2 separate regions of the Macaca mulatta genome follow, and region 2 is linked to region 1. Evidence: chromatin contacts called from public Hi-C data. All regions are on one chromosome and are shown on one strand. The core of a region is the stretch at or near the end of the contact, and the rest is flanking DNA. Distances in the headings are between cores, read along the strand shown. Region 1 holds the start of RCAN1 (regulator of calcineurin 1). Region 2 holds the start of ATP5PO (ATP synthase peripheral stalk subunit OSCP).

Evidence for each region. A called contact is a pair of places that touch in the nucleus more often than the background predicts.
Region 2: a Hi-C map of liver shows a contact between it and region 1, with 2.9 times the contacts expected there. The contact joins the promoter of ATP5PO here to the promoter of RCAN1 in region 1. A contact is called at or near these places in 6 of 14 Hi-C or Micro-C datasets (CD4 T cells, blood, cortical neurons and 3 more).

What each region holds. Positions count from the first base shown.
Region 1 is chr3:12,784,607-12,791,456 of T2T-MMU8v2.0, reverse strand. It overlaps RCAN1 (regulator of calcineurin 1), which reads right to left and starts at 4,248. Exons shown (of 4, transcript XM_001088613.5): 1 at 3,929-4,248. The coding sequence starts at 4,171.
Region 2 is chr3:13,470,105-13,477,037 of T2T-MMU8v2.0, reverse strand. It overlaps ATP5PO (ATP synthase peripheral stalk subunit OSCP), which reads right to left and starts at 1,369. Exons shown (of 7, transcript NM_001195583.1): 1 at 1,305-1,369; 2 at 48-98. The coding sequence starts at 1,340.

The DNA.
Region 1 (6,850 bases), core at 2,999-5,498:
ATTTTGTTATTAAAAGAAAGTCATCATAATACCGTATCTGTCACAAATCTTAGGTGAGTTTTTTTTTTTTTTTTTTTTTTCAAGTAAGTTTACTCAAGAGAAGAGAGTAAATTTTTCTATAATATTCTGACTTAGCCTTCGGACAAAGTTCTATGAATCAAGTATACATTCATATTTTGGACAACTGAAAAAGGGGTATTTGTTTCCATTACTATACGGAACTATATTCCCAGCTTGGAAATGAACAGAATATTATCTGAGAACTCTTAAATTCCTGGTCAGCTTGATGATGACTGAATAAACTCTTATTCCAGTGAACCAACTAACCATTTTCAGCAATTCAAAGCACATGTAATCACTGGTTCAAAGCATTTTGAATTGCTTTGCTTTTCCAAATAGAAAAGAAAAAAAGACTCACGAAAAGAGTACTATAATGGAATATGTTTGTCAAATATTTGTACAAACAGAAAATAATCATATTTTAATAAAAGTTTTCATTCATCTGTAACAGTGTGAATCTCTAATACATTTAATTAACAAACTCCTTATACAGTATTTACAATATTGATACTGAGCCAGCCAACGAAAACAAATCTTGCGTATCAGGCCAAGCTAATTATAGTTACAAAACAGCTTCCGACATAAATTTTCAAAAGAACTGTAGTTCAGGTCAATTTTTTTTCTTTCCTTTAAGACTAAGCTTACAGAATCATGTGACTATATGTAAAGAAGTTTGATCCAGTCTTTTTTCCTCATACCATCACTCTCCAGATCCAACAGACTGGCTAAGGAGGGGACGGCCAGACCCCCAGGGACTTTGTCAGCATTGCAGTTAATGATCTGTTTACACAAGGGGAGATACCACCAACCTAAAGTGGACTCACATTTAAATTACATCATCCAAAGGTGACACCCCAGTCTTAATAGTAAGGCTGCCAGATTGAAACCCCAGAAACTACATATTCCCACCTAGAAGGATGGTTTCAGCTAGATGAGAAATGGTCCACTTGCTGGAAGGCTTACCAAGGACCCGCCATGACTTTAGCTCTCGGGTTGCCCACTGCATAAAACTGTTTGCCTTCAGAGACTGGGACTCCCTTAGCCCAGCTGGTTTTTGGGTTTTCACTGATGGCTGTACATCTCACAGGACCCCAGAATTGAACACCAGTGCACAACCCTCCCTCACCCCCATTCTGAAGCTCCAGATTCTCCGAATGGAGAGAAGAGGCTCAGATGGAGGCTCTACCCCTTTCTCCGTCTCCAGTACCACCACCCTAGTCCCACTCCCTTCCTATCTCCCCTGGATGATGGCAACAGCCTCCTACCAGGTCTCCTTGCTCCCTCTCTAGCCCACCTAGTTTCCCTCCCGAAGGCCATTCTCCACCAGGCTGTGCAGTTAGAATCACACCTGAATCCTTACCATGGCCCCAGGGGCATGTTTTCCGGCTGCTTATCCAACCAACCTCAGCCACCTCCCACCTCTCTGTCTCTCATGCAACCCTTCATGTCCTTTAAATACATGGAGTTCACCCTGCACTGGAGCTTCTGCACCTGCTAGTCCCTCTGCCGGGACGCCGGCCACACAAACACCTCCTCAGGGAGCTTCCTCCTGTCAGCCTGGTCCAGGCTGTGCAGAGGCCTCCCTGGGCCACTCCATCTAAAGTGGCTCCCTGCTGACTCCTCTGTGTAAGTCCCCGTTATCCACACTGTCCCCAGAGCCATTATCTACCCTTCTGTGGGCCCTGAGAGGATGACCCAACCTATGGACTCCACTTCTGGGGCTCCCTTGCCTCCTGGCTGCCCTTTGAGTTCTGCCAATGAGATCAGAAGCCTGGGAATTTCTTCCCTGCCTTAGCATCCCAACTCCACACCTTCAAGTCTACGGCTCCTGGCAGGTGGCTCCTCACCTGGGTTTCTGGCCATGTGACTTCCTCCCCCAACTCCAGCATCCAGCTGTTGCTCATGGCTGCAGGCCTGGACATCCCTTGTTGGTTCCTTAAGGCCTGCCCCAATTCACCAGCTCTTCAAAAAAAAAAAACCCATGAACCCCCACAGCATTAGGACCTGACCACTCTGACCAAGTCCCCTCCCCTTGCTCTCTATCCACCTGTTTCCGTCTCTTCATTGCATTTATCACTATCCGAAATGATCTTGTTCACTTGCCTTTTTTCTATTGTCTATCTCCCCCTCAACTACTGGATCCTAAGCTCCATGAAAGCAGGGAGCTTGAAATGTTCCCCGCTCTATCATCTGGGCCTAAACCAGTGGCTGGAACACAGTAAGCACTCAATCAACAGCAAAGCCTGAATGAAGCTACATCGTCTCTGCTCAAAATATCACCGTGTCAGTAAGACCTTCCCTGATCATCTTATGGAAAATAGCCATTTCCCCTCCTCTCCCAGACCTCCACTCCCTCCTCCTGCTTTCCAAGTCTTACTTTTCCCTATAGCATCATTACTTTCTGATATATTTGATATTTCTTTATTGCTTGTTTATCTTCCAAAAAAAGGTCGCCCTGGAGGCTGAAATGTTATTTTATTTACTGATATAGCCTCAGAGCCTAGGACAGTACCTATCCTGCAGCAAAGTCTCAGTAAGTATTTGTTAAAATGAATAGCTAGTGAAGTGGGCAAACTTTCATGTAACGCAATTTCAGGATTGTCTCCAACGCTGGAAAGAATTCTCTCCAACACTGCAAGTAAGTGCCGTCTTACGTTACTTGACCTTGTTCTAGCAGAAAGACAGCCTAGAACGCCTGAGGAAAAGCACTGAAATGCTGGCTACTGCTTAGTTTATACGGAGGGGAAAAGGTTTTAGAGTAAGATCAATCAGTAAGACCCTGAGTTCCTGACAATTGTTGCTCTAGAAAGCATGCCTGGAAGCTTACCTAAGCACACGGCCATTGTAATTCCTTTCAGAAAGTAAGTGAACATATAAGTTATAAATAAATGACACTTATGCACACCATTCTGTGTTTCACAGTGGTGGTGTATTGGCAGCAGCCTTCAACTATAGTTCATTGACAGCATTTGTGGACCCGCAGCCAAGCGCTGAAAGCACTGCTTTTTTTGACAGCTGCTCTCCTAATGGGGCATCTCTCAAAGACCGGTTTCATTCTGCGACGCCCACGCTGTCCAAATTTTGCTCTGCACAATAACTGCAGATTTGAAATAAATTCCTCCTTCCCACCACCATTATTGATTATTCATACCTGCCCCTAACCCTCCAACGTGTATAAATTGTGTGGATTTTGCGGGGGAGAGGCGGGGGAGGGAGTCAACTCCCCATGTACTGGGTGTCCCCGATGGCAGCAAGCCACACCTTCACACAAGGGGGCAAGGTTCTTGACTAAATATCCTAAAGGTCTGAAAGATGGTCCCCTTTCCCCCAACGCCATTCCACCGAAACTGGCTAGCCGCTGGCTAATGAGCAACCACGGATCCTCACCCAAACATTGGCTTTTCTTCCAATAGTGCAGATTGGGAATGCAGGGACATCGTCCTATTTATGAACACTGAGTCACGTCGCCGCTCAACGTCTGTTTCCTCCTCCCTAGGAATGAGGTGACCCCCTCCTCCAGCGCGTAAACGCGGGGCCATGGCGAGAGCGCGGGGGGCGGCGGCGCTGCCCCACCTTGGGGAACGAATTCACCCCGCTGGTCGCACCAGCCTGGGCGCACACCGGGGCCGGGGCGAGCCTGTGGGACCCCGCGGTGAGCTGCGCGCGCCCCGGGGGTGCTCGGGGACCGAGACCCTCCGGGCGCCGCCCCCACGCCCCAGCCCTGAGGGGTCCGCGGCCCGGGGCCCCGGGGGCGTCGCTGCCTCCCCGCCCCGCTCGCGGCCGGGACTGGGCGCTGCGACTCGCGCCGCCTCCTCGGGCAACAAGTGTCCGCCCTCCGCCCCGACGGCCCGCCCGGCGCGGCACTCACCCGGCACAGGCCGTCCACGAACACGCGCGGGTCCAGGTGGCAGGCGATGGTGGCGCTGGGCAGGTCCTGCAGGTCCACCTCCTCCATCTCGCAGTCAATGAAGCTCCAGTCGCCGCCGCCCTCGTCCGCCTCGGCCGGCCCCGAGAGGGGCGCGAAGGGCCGCAGCGTCACCCCGGGCCGCGCTCCCGCCTCGGCCGCCTCCGCCGCCGTCCCGAGCCGGGGCCCGGCCACGCCGTCCTCCATCCCCGCGCCCGCGCGACCCTATGCGCCCCAGCGGGCTGCGCCGGGCTCGCGCGCCGGCGCCTCACGCGTTCCCGTCTGCGCCCGGCCGGCAGCTCTGCGGTTAACCCCCTCGGGATCGCGCGGCGGCAGGCGGCGGGCTGTCACCAGGCTCCCAGCGACACGACCTCCCAGCGCCGGCCCCGCCCGTCACCGTTCCGCGCGGGAGGGGCAGAAACCCGGTGCGGCGCCAGCCCGCCCGCCCAGCCCCTACGGCCGCCCACCGGCGGAGCCAACGGTGGCCCCTTTAAGGCCGGCGCCGGTTGGGCTATTGTACCCCGCCCTTCCAGGAGACGGGGCCAATAAAGAAACGGAATTCTCTTCACGTGACCCTCCTTCTGCCGCCCGAAGCCCGAAGCCTCAGGGCGGCCATGTTGGTTAGGGGCAAAGTCCTCGTTGCCAGTTCCGCTTTTCTGACAGCTGGTGTCCGCTGAAGGGCGCCGGGTAGAGTCCTCGGCTCTTGGGCCCTTGGGGTAATAACTGGGGAGGCAACGTTTCTGTGGTTCCCATGTGGTGACGTTTTGAAGCACAGGGACCCACTTTTGGGAATTTAAGCGAGACCTAGTCTCGCTGTGGCTCTGTGGCCACTGGCAAGTGGTTAGATGCTTACCGTATATTGTCAGATATAGTCGCAATAAAGACCGAACTAGAACGATGATAACAATGCCTTACTTTTCTATTTCAGCGTACTAGTCACTATACCATTGTCCAAAATTTATGTAATTAGAAGTAATTTTTCTGAATTACCACTATATGTTATGTACAATAGGACATAACGAAAGAATTAAGAGATCACCCCTTTCCTTTGGGGAACAGCGGAAAAATAGAGGACCTCAAGTGAGCAGACATGTCTCTTCCTGAAAAATAGAATTCTTTTTTTTTGGACAGTATGATACAGTGAGAACTTGGGTCTGAATTTCAGCTTTGCTTTTAACTACTTGGACAAATAAATTGAATCTCAGTTTCCTCATCTAAATAAATGACATATTACTAAGAATTCGGTAATTGCTTAATAAATGGTAGCTCTGTTTATGCACTGGGTTCTTTGGAGGTCGTGAAATTAGAGTTGTATTTTTTCTTAGAGTAGGCTTACTCTCTAGTTAGGAAGTGTTAGTAATTATAACAAAAAGTATATCCAACCAACAGCTGAGATTTATTCAGAACTTGCCATGTGCATGGTTCTATGATTACTATTATCACAGTCTTAGGGCAGTCTGTGTCCTCAAGGAGCGAAACCCAAGAGGAATAGTAATACCCATGCAGAAATAACTCACAAAATAGAATGTGATGTAAGGATGTGAAAGGAAAATCTTGGGCCCCCAAAATCAGTAAGGAAAACTAAAGCTGGAAGCTGGGTAGGGCCAACCTGCCTCCCATTCCATTCAAAGTCACCCCTCTGCTCACTGAGACAGATGCATATCACCGAGACAGATTTGCCTCCTTTGGAAAGGCTAATCAGAAACTCAAAGAATGTAACCGTTTGTGTATCACCTATCTGTACCCTGAGCGCTCCCTCCCGCCTCCTGCCTTTGCAGTAGTTTTCCTGCCTTCGTTTGAAGTTGTCCTGCCTCTCCAGACCAAACCAATGTACTTCTTACATATATTGATTGATGTCTCATGTCTCCCTAACGTGTATAAAACCAGGCTGTCCCTTGATCACCTTGGGTACATGTCCTCAGGACTTCCTGAGGCCTGTCATGGGTGTGCCCTCAACCTTGGCAAATAAACTTTCTAAATTAATTGAGACCCGTCTCAAATTTTCAGGGTTCACAATATATTGCTGATGGGCATGTAAAAAGGCACAGCCACTTTGGAAAACAATTTGGCAATTCCTCAGAAAGTTCTATGTAGAATGACCATATGACCCAGCAATTCTTCTCCTAGGTATACACTTAAAAGAAATGAAAACAGTCGGGCGCCGTGGCTCACGCCTGTGATCCCAGCACTTTGGGTGGCTGAGGCGGGCGGATCACCTGAGGTTGGGGGTTCCAGACCAGCCTGACCAATAAGGAGAAACCCCATCTCTACTAAAAATACAAAATTAGCTGGGCGTGGTGACACATGCCTGTATGGGGTGGCTGAGGCAGGAGAATGTTTTGAACCCCGGAGGCGGAGGTTGCAGTGAGCTGAGATAGCGCCACTGCACTCCAGCTTGGGCAACAAAAGCAAAAACTCTGGAAGGGAAGGGAAGGGAAGAGGAGGGGAGGGGAGGGGAGGGGAGGGGAGGGAACTCCAGCTTGGGCAACAAAAGCAAAAACTCCAAAAGAAAGGGAAGGGAAGGGAAGGGGAGGGAAGGGGAGGGAAGGGAAGGGGAGGGAAGGGGAGGGAAGGGGAGGGAAGGGGAGGGAAGGGGAGGAGAGGGGAGGAGAGGGAAAGGAGAAGGAAGAAATATGCCCACACAGTAATCTGTACACAAAAGTTCACAGCATCATTATTCAAAATAGCCAAAAAGTGGAAACAGTCCAAATGTTCACCAACTGAAGAATGGACAAACCAGGAGTATATCCATACAATGGAATATTTTCCAGCCCTAAAAAGGAATGAAATGCTGATAACATGCCACAACATGGAGGAATCTTGAAAACAACATTATGCTAAGTGGAAGAAGGCAGTCACAAAAGGCCACATGTTATTCCATCTATA
Region 2 (6,933 bases), core at 120-2,619, 690 kb before region 1:
AACACTTTCACGTGCTTATCATTACAGAAGAATATAAATTAACATACCCTCACAAGCTTGGCAAACGGTCTGACCACAGAGGTACTGAAACATCGCACCTTGAAGCAATAAAGGAAAATAGATCAAACAAGATTACTCGAAGGATTTCTGCACGTAACTCAGTAACAACATCAACAACAAATTTTTAATGACCTTGAAAGCATTAGTTTTGTCTCTTTGTATCTTCACATGTTACATGAGGATGAGCTACTTATTATTACTAAGGAGTAAACTTACCCAACGAGGATTATCCCAAGTTGCTTGGGATATCACCTTCTCACTAACCTCCTAGCTCGCTAGGAATGGACCGAGGCTAGCACACCCGTATGACAGAGAAAACACTAACTTCCAAGGAGTGCACGTTTCAAAAATATTTAACCAAAATTCTGGCGTTCCTATTACCACACCCTTGAGCAGATCATTTGCAACAGATGTACCCTTCTCGGAATCCAAATGCTATCTGAAAATAAAGATGAATTTTTTGAGTACTGCCGCAGAGTTTGATCTGACAAGAGGCCCTACCTCTGCGAGACAGTCTTACAGTTTAAAAATCACCTGCAAGCGCACAGGTCACAGATCACAGGTCACCTTCAAATACTTCCAGCTATGGAATGTGTTTTATCCAACCTGCTTGTGAGGATTAAGACTTTGTAATGCTTATGTAAAAATTACCTAAGATGCCAGGAAGGGGTCATGATATGTAAAGCACCATGGTGATATTCAGTACAAAGAGCATACAATTTTTTCAAACTCCATCTTCTGGGTGATTCTGTGGGTTCAAATCTCAATTCTACCACTTACTGGCTGAGCAGTCAAAGACTCATTTAAACTTTTCGGCCTCATTTCATTTATAAAACTGTGAAATGTGTTTTACAAATATTCCTTAGCATTACTAGTAAGTGATCTCTGACAGGTTTTACCACAATGGCAAAGGAAGCTGATTTGGAGGCTAGGCCATGCCCCTTCCCCGGAATTCAGCAAACGGCAGACCCCCTCTCCTGCGCCCCTCAGGCTAGCAGCTTCTTGGGGCTGTGCTCGGAGGATGCCAAGGTCACGGCACGCACAGCCCCGCGCCTTCCGCCCCGTAGGCATCCCGGGGGACAAACGCTGGGTCGTCCTGAGTCGCTCCCACTCGCCGGGTCCCATAACCTTGGAAGACTGCCAGACTTCCCCAACCGAAGCATCGCACCCTGGTGCTCGGGGTTTGGTACCGGTCACCCCAGCAGGGATCCTACCACTGGCTCTCAGGATCATGTTTCTCTCACCTGCCGGGAGAGACCGGACACTCCTGGGGCGGCCATCTTCTCCCGGGCGGCTGTAGGTCAAACCCGAGTGGGAAGAGAGAGGCGCGCAAGAGCGCACGCGCACGTTAGCGTAACCGCTAGGTTCTCTGGGAAGTGTAGGCGTAGGGCGTCAGGCCGCAGGCGCAAAGACCTCCCTCCGGCTGGGAGTTGTAGTTCTTAGCAGTGGTAAGGGCTGGACCCTTGCGGTGGAGCCAGAGGGCTTTAACTGCACGTGAAAATGAAATCATTGTTACTGGCCAAGCGGCCCTCACTGTAGAATGGATTTGCTGTTCCCAGTTTTAAAATTTACATTTAGATAAATATAGTGGTATTTGTTCCATTTCACAGTTATTACCAGTGTCACTGGATTCTTGACTCTTCCTTCCCAGCATGCTAAAGCCTGAATCAATGGCTTTTTTTCACGTTGCACACAAAGACAAAACCAAACCAAAACAAAAAGCCCCCAGGAGCCTTGCAGCTCCAGGAGCGGACACCACGTCCCTCTTACCTGGGCCATGACTACCCATTGTTAAATAAAAAATTATTCAATGATGCTTGTTAAAGCATGGTAAGGAAGACTTTATTCAGGACCATAGCGATGGGTATAGGACCAGTGCAACCGGGTCTGGGAGTGGGCGGAGAGATTGGGCTCAGCTCCGAAAGCAGCACGGACAAATGGGAATTTATGGCCAAGGAGCAGTGTGGGGGTCAGTGGATAGAAAATTACTAAGAGGAAACTGGGGTAAGGGGGATTCTGGCTAAAATGACCTAGAGGAATCTTGTAGAAGACAGGTCAGGGTGATCAGACATCACCTGGGGGATGGTGAAGGATGGGGACCCTGATCAAATATCAAAGATGATCGGTTATCGAAGATTGGGGCTTCTGGCTAAACTGACTTAGCAGTTTGGCTAAAACTGGATTTTACAAGGAGGTGTATAGATAGGCCTCAGAGAAGGTTCAGAAGCCTCACTGAAGTTTGGCCAAGCAAAAGCAAAGAATCTCTGTGGCCCTCCATTCCCCTCCCCTCTCACCCATCTCACCTGAGTATAGAACTGAGCTGTTGGTGTGTGAGGGCAGGTGGGATTCTGATACCTAGATTCTTGATTATGGCTAGGGCAGAGTGGCTAGCCGAGCATCAGGCCTAAAGTAGGAGAACGTGGGTTTGAACAAATTTGATATTGAAACTGAGAACTGGATACTAGCCTTGGATATAGTTTCTCTTCATCCATAAAAACAACCTATCTTCAACCCATTCTCTCTAAATAGAACTCAGTCGAATTTTCTCGTCTGTTGGAGAAGAGACTGGCTGGCAGAGCAAGGGTCAGTATTCCTGTTTATAATAGTGGGGGTTCTGTAATCAACTTAAAAGAAAAGTACTCTGCTCAGATGTATTATAGAAACACGTTAATTCATTATTTTTCACTTTTAGAGAGTAGTTTTCTCATTATTACAATTTTTTTTTTTTTTTTTTTTTTTGAGACAGGGTCTCACTTTGTCACCCAGGCTGTAGTGCAGTGGCATGATCTCAACTCACTACAACCTCTGCCTCCTGGGTTCAAGTGGTTCTCCTGCCTCAGCCTCCCGAGTAGCTGGGACTGCAGGTGTACACAACCACATCTGGCTAATTTTTCTCTTTTTAGTAGAGATGGGGTTTTGCCATGTTGGCCAGGCTGGTCTCGAACTCCTGACCTCAAGTGATCCGCCTGCCTTGGCTTCCCAAAGTGCTGGGATTAGAGGTGTGAGCCACCACACCCAACTCCCTAAAAACTTTTTAAAATGTAGAGAAAGATAAAGATGTAATTGTCCTCTTTTCTTCCACTCAGAGGCAATTGTTGTAAGTATTTTGGTGTCTTGTTTCTCAACATTTGTTTAGGCTGTGGCCTGAACTACCCTGGCCTGAATCCCAATCAGTTCCTTGGCCCAGTTATATAACTTCTCTGTGCTTCAGTTTTCTTATCTATAAACTGGGTATTATAATAGTATCTGCCTATAGGTCATTAGGAGAAATAAAAAAGTATATATGTAAAGTGCTTAGAACAATTGCCTGACAGAGTAGTACTCATTAATTTGGTCTTTTTTTTTTTTTTGAGACAATGCCTTGCTCTGTCACCGAGGCTGGAGTGCAGTTGTGTGATCACGACTCACTGCAACCTTGACCTCCTAGGCTCAAGCAATCCTTCCACATTAGCCTCCCCAGTAGTTGGGCCTACAGACACATGCTACCAAGCCTGGCTAATAAAATTTTTTTTTTTTTTTAGAGATGAGGGTCTCACTATGTTGCCCAGGCTTGTCTCTAACTCCTGGGCTCAAGCAGTCTTCCCACCTCAGCTTCTCAAGTAGCTGGGATTACAAGTGCATGCCACCACACCTGGTTATGTTAGTTCTTTATTTTGTTTGCTTTTGTTATACATACAGATTAACAATCTTTATACAACTTGGTATTTTGCCTTTTTCTTTAATGCAAGAAAGAAAAGGATGCAAAATTACATATGAGTTATGCATTCATGCTTATAATATAAGCCTATTTCCAAATTATAAAAGTTTCTAAGTATCATTTTAATGGCTGCAGGTAGTCCATCCAGTGAATATTCTGCAACTTGATTATTCTATGATTTTTGAACATAATTCAAATGGTTTCCTTTTTTTTTTTTTTTTTTTTGCCATTTTAAACAATACCGAATCTCCTAAGCATATTTAGACATAAATTTCTTTTCTTTCTTTCTTTCTTTTTTTTTTTTTTTGAGATGGACTTTCGCTCTTGTTGCCCAGGCTGGAGTGCAATGGTGTGATCTCAGCTCACTGCAAACTCTGCCTCCTGGGTTCAAGCAATTCTCCTGCCTCAGCCTCCCAAGTAGCTGGGATTACAGGCGTGTGCCACCACACCCGGCTAATTTTTTTGTATTTTTAGTACAGACGGGGTTTCACCATATTGGCCAGGTTGGTCTCGAACTCCTGACCTCAGGTGATCCACCCGCCTTGGCCTCCCGAAGTGCTGGGATTACAGGCATGAGCCACCGCGCTCAGCCTTCTTTTTTTTTTTTTCTTTGAGAGATGGTGTCAGCTATGTTGCTCTGGAATACAGTGGCTCTTCACAGGCATGATTCCCACTAATGATCGGCAGGGGAGTTTTATTTTATTTTTATTTTCATTTATTGATTTATTTATTTTTTGAGACGGAGTCTCATTCTGTCTCCCCCGCTGGAGTGCAGTGGCCCAATTTCAACTCACTGCAACCTCTGCCTCCGCGGTTCAAGCTATTCTCCTACCTCAGCCTCTAGAGTAGCTGGGATTACAAGTGTGTGCCACCACACCCAGCTAGTTTTTGTATTTTTAGTAGAGATGAGGTTTTGCCATGTTGGCCAGGCTGGTCTTGAACTCTTGACCTCAGGTGATCTGCCCGCCTGGGCCTCCCAAAGTGCTGGGATTACAGGCATGCGCTACCATGCCCGGCCTAAAAATGGTAGTTTTGACCTACTCTGTTTCTGGCTTGGCTGGTTCACCCCCCTTAGGCAACCTTGTGGTCCCCTGCTCCTTGGAGGTCACCATATTGATGCTGAATTTAGTATAGACACCTGACCGGCATAGTGCACCACAGCTGAGAGCTCCTGGACTAAAGCGGTCCTCCTACCTCAGCCTCCCAAGTAGCTGGGACTACAGGTGCACACCACCACGCCCGGTCATTTTTTTTTTTTTTCATATTTAGGAAAATTTCCAAATAGATTTCCAGAATTTACACAACTTGGTGAGAGAATGTGAGTACTTTAACAGCCTCTGATGCATGAGGCCGAGCTGCTTTTCAAAAGTTTTAATCGATTTATAGTTTCTGTAGCAGCACATGAAAATCCTTGTTTCACTCTACTTTGCAAACTTTCAGAGACTATTTTCAAATAAGCCTAATGAAAAGTATTCAGCACATTATTTAACACAATTTAGTGAGCAGCTATTATGTGCAGCCAGCTGTTCTAGTCCCTGAAGCTAGAACAGGATACAAGACACAGTGCCTACCTTTATAAACTTTATATTCTATGAGAAATTAAACTGCAAAACCTGTGTTTTCTGAAGTGTGGGTGTTAACAGATGTAATACAAATAAAAAGTTCTAGGGTCAAATATACTTGGGAAACTCTAGACTCTGAATATAATTGAGATGGTTTCCGTTTTTTATGTTTTTTTTTTCTATTTTATTTTATTTATTTGCTTATTTTTTGAGACAGGGTCTTACTCTGTTGCCCAGGCTAAAGTGCAGTGGCACAATCATGGCTCACTACAGCCTCAGCCTCCCAGGCTCAAGCAATCCTCCCACCTCAGCCTCCTGAATAGCTGGGACTACATATGCACACAGTCACGCCCAGCTAATTTTGTATTTTGTAGACACAGGTTTTCACCATGTTGCCCAGGCTGGTCTTGAACTCCTGAGCTCAAGTGATTCTCCTGCCTCGGCCTCCCAGAGTGCTGGGATTATAGGTGTGAGCCACCTCACTTGGCACCCCCCCCTTTTTTTTTTTTTTTTGCATTTTAAACCATTCTGAATCTTCTAAGCATCTTTTTTTTATATCTAGAAAAATCTTGAAATACATTTCCAAAACTGGAACAACGTGGTGAGAGAAAATTGAAAAGCTGCATGGAAAATTAATTATAAGGAGAAAAAAGAAAAAAAGAAAATTAATTATAAGTAAACTGTAAGGTTGCACAGCAGCAGAGAAATGCCCTCTATGTATTTTGTGTTTACCCCAGGATGATCTCGAACGCCTGGCTTCCTCTCAAAGTGCTGAGATTACAGGTGTGAGCCACCACGCTTGGCGCCCTGCCCCCAACTTTTTGACATTTTAAACAATTCTGAATCTTCTAAACATCTTTAGACACACTTTTTTCATATCTAGAATAATTTCCAGCCACTTGCACATCTCCAAAATAGTAGTTTATGGTCATTTCAGTTTTAGGATTTAAGTGGTTGCCCATATATGGTTTCATTTTTATTTTGAGTTTTAGGATGACTCAAGATGTAGGTGGGCTTGGTATTCCCCCATTTTACAAATGGTGAAAAGGTTTTGGGTCCTGCTTAGGTAGCTTGTCTAGGAAATGGCAATTTGCATGTCAAACCCAGGCACCTGCACCAAGTCCAATCTCTTTCCATCTCTGTGGTTGAATTTGAATAAGTGAATCATTCAGGATGTGTTTCTGGAATGGGATTTTGAAGCCGGTGTATTTTAGTGGTGTGGGCAAGGGGAGAAACACAGAAGCCCTGAAGCCTGATACCCCTGTAGCCACACCTCCCTCCTCCCTGCGCTTGGATTTTTGGGCGCCTGTAGGCAAATCACTGCGAAGTCAGGCCAGGGCGCCATGTGCGAATTCCGGTGTGGAGGGAGCGGGCAGAAAATTCCCAGCTGTGACACTGCCACACCCTCTGCTATGCAAGGACACAGCATTTGGAAAGGGACAAGAATTGTGTCCTATAGAAGGGAAGAGACCGGGCATGGTGGCTCACACCTGCAATCTAGGTACTTTGGGAGGCTGAGGTGGGCTTATGGGCTTGAGCTCAGGAGTTCAAGATCAGCCTGGGCAACATGGTGAAACCCTGTCTCTACAAAAAATAAACAAACAAACAAAAAAA